2 separate regions of the Anser cygnoides genome follow, and region 1 is linked to region 2. The links are chromatin contacts, called in public Hi-C maps. All regions are on one chromosome and are shown on one strand. The core of a region is the stretch at or near the end of the contact, and the rest is flanking DNA. Distances in the headings are between cores, read along the strand shown.

Region 1 (2,922 bases), core at 386-2,885, 150 kb after region 2:
TTGCCTGTAATAACAATAATAAATAAAACAACTATAAATAAATAAATAAATAAATAAAACCGGACCATTGACCTGGCAGCAGGATTTTTACTTAGGGTGCAGTCAGGTAAGTGTTATTCCAGCTCCCTTTTAATCAAGGCATTTCCCCTCTCCTCTTGTCTTACATGCTGAAACTGATTTATGCAAAGATAGTTTGCTTTTCTGACTGACCACATATCTTTTTTAGTTTACTCATCCGTTGAGAGCTGAGTCCAGTGAGAGTATTAAATGTATGGAGCGAAGACCAAAGTACAGAGGGATCAATAATAATTTGATGGGTTCTGCATCTGTTGAGCATTGGTGAGTGGCGAAACTCCCTCAAGAGCTCACCAGCTCCATTCTAGCCAAATTCCATAGATGAAGTCTACCGACTCCCAAAACCATTGAGAACAGGGTGAATATTTTCCTTCAATATTTGTTTTATCTTCAAATCAGTTTATTTTGACTGACCTTAGGAAAGTTTAATTTTCATCAATTACTGCCAAAAGGGGGAAAAAAATCTATTTTTACATAAATGTAAATGTTTTATTTTGACAAGGTGAAAAACCTTCAAAAATTTCAGAAAATCCATGTATTTAAAAAATCACATTAGACCCAGAAATGAAAGAAATCTCTTTCAAATAAATTTCCTTGTGCTATGCCTAATCAGAAAGTGAGGGGTGGGACTTCTCTGAGTAAATTCAGCCATTTATACATTTTATGATAAGTAGGATAAAACTTACCTTCCAATGCGGACGCCCAAAATGAGGTGAGATGAATTCTAGCCCACTTCTTTGTACAGTCAGTCATTTGCTTACATTGATTTCAGTGCCAATGAGGTATTATAAACATTTTCTTTGTGTAGCCTTTGGCTTATGTCTTTTTGGATCTCTCTCAGAAACGGGATAGTAATTATCCAAGGAAAATGCTGTTCTGAAGAACTACAGGGATCAATTAAGGAAAGCGGCAAATGAATTTCTAGGAATGATACAACATTTCCTTTCCATTGCTATGGGCTTCTGTCCTGCTTCCACAATTTGTGTACCACTGAAGATCATTTTCAGTGATTCATAATGAAGGAATTTACTTTAATGTTGAAAAGATACCATTTATTTTTATCATCAACACCTTTTAGTGTAGATTATGTGGTTCAGAAACATTTACTTTCTCTTGGGGTCACAAAGGTAGGTGCTATTCATACTTCTGGCTTCTGAGAATTGGAGTGGTTGTTTAAGTGCAGATAGGCTTCTTTGAAAACCTTACAAAATCCCTGTTTTATCAGTAGAGAAAAGGACAATTGTGAGCCATTATAAACACAAGGACAAATGGTTATGTTACTGCTGGCTTGGAAATCCTGATTTTCTATACCTGGTTCTTTGCAAATGCATATACACTCTGTGTACATAGATTCCGGCTGTTTTCTAGGCTAATAGTCATTCTCCTGAGTTGTTGTTGTTATTTCAGCCCATCAATGGAAGCCTTTAGGAAACCAACGAATCCTCATTTTGGGGGGGGGGGGGGGGGGGGGGGGGAGGGGCAGTAATCTCAGAGATGGAAAAGTCACTGTCTGTCTTTTGGTTGTAAATCATGTTGCTATTGTTATTATTTATTTTCAAATTATGATGGAATCTAGAAGCTAAATCAGATCAATATGTCTCTTGGGGTAAGTGCTGTGCATATCTCAACATGCTCAGAAAAGAAAAGTTTTTTCTCTTTCAAACAGTAAGAGTTTATCGTAGCCTGATTGCCTCCTTCTTTCCCTTTGTATTTCAACTAGAAAGCACAAGCTTCAATGAAGTTTGCTGCTGTAAACTAATGCCCTTAAAATTACATCAGCCCCAAACTGACGGGCTGTGTTAACAGTAGAAGTGTAAACATTGAGAAATCAAAATTTGTTTTCTATGCAAATGGAATCTATTCAACAGAAAATCCCCTAACCAAGCACTTTTCTGTAGCTAGATATTTTTGAGTGCTTTGTGTGAATTTGGTTGGAGACGTGGCCAGTGATATTAAGTGCACCCTCAGCAAGTCTGTGGAAGGCACCAAGCTGTGTGCTGCAGTCACCACACTGGAGGGAAGGGATGCCATCCAGAGGGACCTGGACAGGCCTGAGAGGTGGGCCTGGGAAAACCTCATGATGTTCAACATGGCCAAGTGCAAGGTCCTGCATCTGGGCCAGGGCAATCCCAAGCACAAATACAGGCTGGGTGGGGAATGGTGGTTGGTGGATAAGAAGCTTGACATGAGCCAGCAATGTGTGCCTGCAGCCCAGAAAGCCAACCGTGTCCTGGGCTTCATCAACAGCAGCGTGGGCAGCAGGGGAGGGAGGGGATTGTCCCCCTGTGCTCTGCTCTCATGAGACCCCACCTGGAGCCTGCGCTCAGCTCTGGGCCCCAGCACCAGAAGGACGGGGACCTGTTGGGGTGAGTCCAGAGGAGGCCACGAGGATGCTCAGAGGCTGGAGCACCTCTGCTGTGGAGCCAGGCTGAGGGAGTTGGGGTTGTTCAGCCTGGAGAGGAGAAGGCTCCGGGGAGACCTCACAGCGGCCTGCCAGGGCCTAGAGGGGGCTGCAGGAGAGCTGGGGAGGGACTCTTGGTCAGGGGTAGTGGTGATAGGACAAGAGGGAATGGCTTTAAATTAAAAAAAAAAAAAAAGTTTTAGATTAGATATTAGGAGGAAATTCTTCACTGTGAGGGCTGTGAGGCCCTGTCCCAGGCTGCCCAGAGGAGCTGTGGCTGCCCCATCCCTGGCAGTGCCCAAGGCCAGGCTGGATGGGGCTGGGGGCAGCCTGGGCTGGGGGCAGGGGGCCCTGCCCATGGCAGGGGGTGGGATTAGGTGGGCTTTGAGGTTCACCTCCAACCCAAACCATTCTGTGTTTCTATTCTATGGCATTTTCTCTACTGA
Region 2 (2,795 bases), core at 100-2,599:
CTAACCTCTCTGCTGCTAGGGCTCTAGGTAAGCATATATCTACTTGGTAGGCAAGATGCAGTTAGGTAACATTTCTCTTTCATTTTAGTCCAAATATACAACATTTCTGGCTATGGCTCATTTTTGTAATGCTTTTTATGTTGCAGTGGCATTGACTAAATTTCTTTTTGTTACTTTTTTGTCATCACAATAAACCAACAGTAACTGGAGGATGGATGAATGAGTATGATTCCAGGAGGAGAGCTCGTCTGAACATACATACCAGAGATTGTCAAGTGTTCCAAGGGGATTATGCTTCTTACAGTGATAGAAGTAGTGACTTCTATGTCAATGTTTTGGATGTAATTGGGGAAAGGTTTTTTTGTTGTTGTTTTGTTTTGTTTTTAAGGGGTGAGGTGGGTTCCTCCCTGGCAGGATTAGACGATTTGGAACATCCCTGGTAGGATTAGACGATTTGGAACAAAATGTGGAATTAATGATTTGGAATGTAAGGACCTCAGAAATCCGTAGTGTTCCTGCAAGTTTTGTGAAAATCAGTGGCAAGGACCTAGCCCACACCAATTGCCATCCCCAGTCCTGATGCAGGAGATCATCTCCGTGAGTAGCATCCAGACAGTGTGAGAGAGGAACGTTATGAATGCCCTGAATGCAGAAGAGCATTGGTCAGTGCTGAGCCGTGCTTGGAGCAAGATAACCTGAACAGAACATGGGAAATCCTACAGATTGAGTTTTCCTGAAACCCTCTACTTGCAAACTACTGCTTTTTCTTTTGGGGGATGAAGTTTGCCCTGAAGACACTGTAGAGACTGTGCATTAACTTTCCCTTCCCATCCCCAAAATGAAAAAAAAAAATAAAAGCAAGAGCAGTATCTAACCAGTGATCGGTACCTGCAATTTTTCAGCTGCTGTAGAAATGTGCCAAAAAGATGCAGTGCTGCCTAATTGAAGAGCAATTTATTTAAAATGAGCAAATAGATCTTCTCATGCTGTCAGCTGTGTAGATTTAGAAGTCTGTAGCTGGACAGAAACTGGCATCTGTGTTGCAGTTTTCTTTGGATGTTTGCATAATCTAATGAGTTAAATAATGTAGTCATAGACTGTGATTGTAAATTGTTGAATGACAGTATGCCAAGCATATTGTAACAGTAATTAAGACACAAAAGGTAATAAAAATGTGAGTGGGTAATGACATGATGTGCAACATGGCTTAGCTGTTCTCTGCAAGAGCCAGAGGAACTTTCTTCCCCCAGGAAGCATTGTTTTCTTGGATGGGAGGTCTGGTTAAATATTCTGTTTTTCTTCAGATTACCATACTCTGTTTTTTTTACAAGAAGTGACATATCAGCAAGCAATGAATCCTATTAGGCAAATCATATTTTTGACAGGTATTTCTGTGGCCTGGTGAGCAAAGAGAGTGTGATGAGCTCTGAAAATGACCACCAGCCCCTGTTCTGAAGCCTCTGTGATGAAGCGTCCTTTTTCAAATATTGTAATAGGGTCAATCATTGGCACCTCTTGCTTTGGCTGAGGGTGAAAACACCAGGAAAATAGTTTTCCCTCGTGAACCCTGTCCTTCTTACGTGTGATTTATTTGCTGTGACTGGTGTTCTGGTTTGTGTTGACCTTGGCAGGTTGAAAACAAACAGCAACTTTGTTCTGCTATTGCAAATCCCATAGCTGGTCTTGTCGTGTAACGCTGTGTAAGCAGTTGGTTTATTATTTAGATAACATGATAAAGAAATCGCTAATGGAGAGTCCCAGGAGTTGAGCACTTACTGCTACAGAGAAGGAGGTACATTATGTCTTGTAGCTGCTTTGTGGGCCCTTGTTTTACAGTGAGTGATAGAAGAATACGAATGTCTACTCCTGACTGTTGAGATAAAACCCTGTGGGGTGCTCTGCAAGAAAGGAAGAAGTTTGGCTCTTGAAACCCTTTGCAGAATTGAGCCTATGTCTCTGAGTTGCTACTTCTCTTTTTATTATTATTCTAAAAAACTGCTTTACATGCATCCCAAATGTCAGAAGAAAATTGCTGACTGTACAAAGCATTTTTATCCAAACCAAATGCTGGAGCTGGTCACTAGAACTTGACCTCGGGCTTACTGTGTGCTAATAATAATATGTTCACATGCCCACTGGTGCTAGACCAGAAACAAATGGACAGGAGCCAGAACACCACTTCTTTACAAATGAGATAATGCAATTCCAAGTGAGGCTGTGTGAGAAGTGCAGCAGCAGTTTCTCAAGCACTGCTTCTCCCAGGCAATCTGAGGTCAATGAGGGGGAATATGTACAGAGAGATTAGGATGCTCAAGACTGTAATCCAGTCTTGTTTCACTCTGAGACAACCAGTATGACACAGGGCTAGTAATTAAGCATTTTATGATATAACCCTAGTGTTGCATCAGTAGCAAACCTTGCATCGTCTGTCCATCTTTAGAGAGAGAGATTTCTCAGTCACCATCACCCAAGTGAAACTTGGAACCGTAAGTGATCAGATCAGAAGAGAGAGTTATTTTTAATTAGCTGTAATTGAATTTGGAAGGGATTATACCACTGGTGCAACATAAATCACTCAGAGAAGCTAATTTTTTCTTCTCTTCTGACTCAGTTTTCAGAATTGGCCTTCCTCTCTCTGTCACTTTTTTATTATAATTGGGACTGAGATGAAGGAGAATTTCCAATCTGTGCCCCGTTGAGAAGCTCCAGGAGGGTCTGGCACAGAAAACAGCCGCTGCCTTAGGAGCTGTGTTCTCATTCTCGATGCGTTGTTATTTGGTGTGAAGACTGCCCAG

Evidence for each region. Hi-C and Micro-C count contacts between places; a contact is called where the count stands out from the background.
Region 1: a contact with region 2 is called in a Hi-C map of liver, with 1.9 times the contacts expected there. The contact joins two enhancer-like sites. A contact is called at or near these places in 2 of 7 Hi-C or Micro-C datasets (granulosa cells and liver).

The regions. Positions count from the first base shown.
Region 1 is chr2:4,916,581-4,919,502 of Taihu_goose_T2T_genome, forward strand. The region is part of intron 2 of CRHR2 (corticotropin releasing hormone receptor 2); the gene reads left to right. Among named protein-coding and RNA genes, the nearest start is that of CRHR2, 33 kb to the left of the region's middle. Within about 2 kb of position 1,636, at least 1 of the 3 cell types and tissues checked has open chromatin away from gene starts, as enhancers often do. A contact at or near this core is called in liver, where this site is marked.
Region 2 is chr2:4,762,627-4,765,421 of Taihu_goose_T2T_genome, forward strand. No RefSeq gene overlaps it. Among named protein-coding and RNA genes, the nearest start is that of MINDY4, 27 kb to the left of the region's middle. Within about 2 kb of position 1,350, at least 1 of the 3 cell types and tissues checked has open chromatin away from gene starts, as enhancers often do. A contact at or near this core is called in liver, where this site is marked.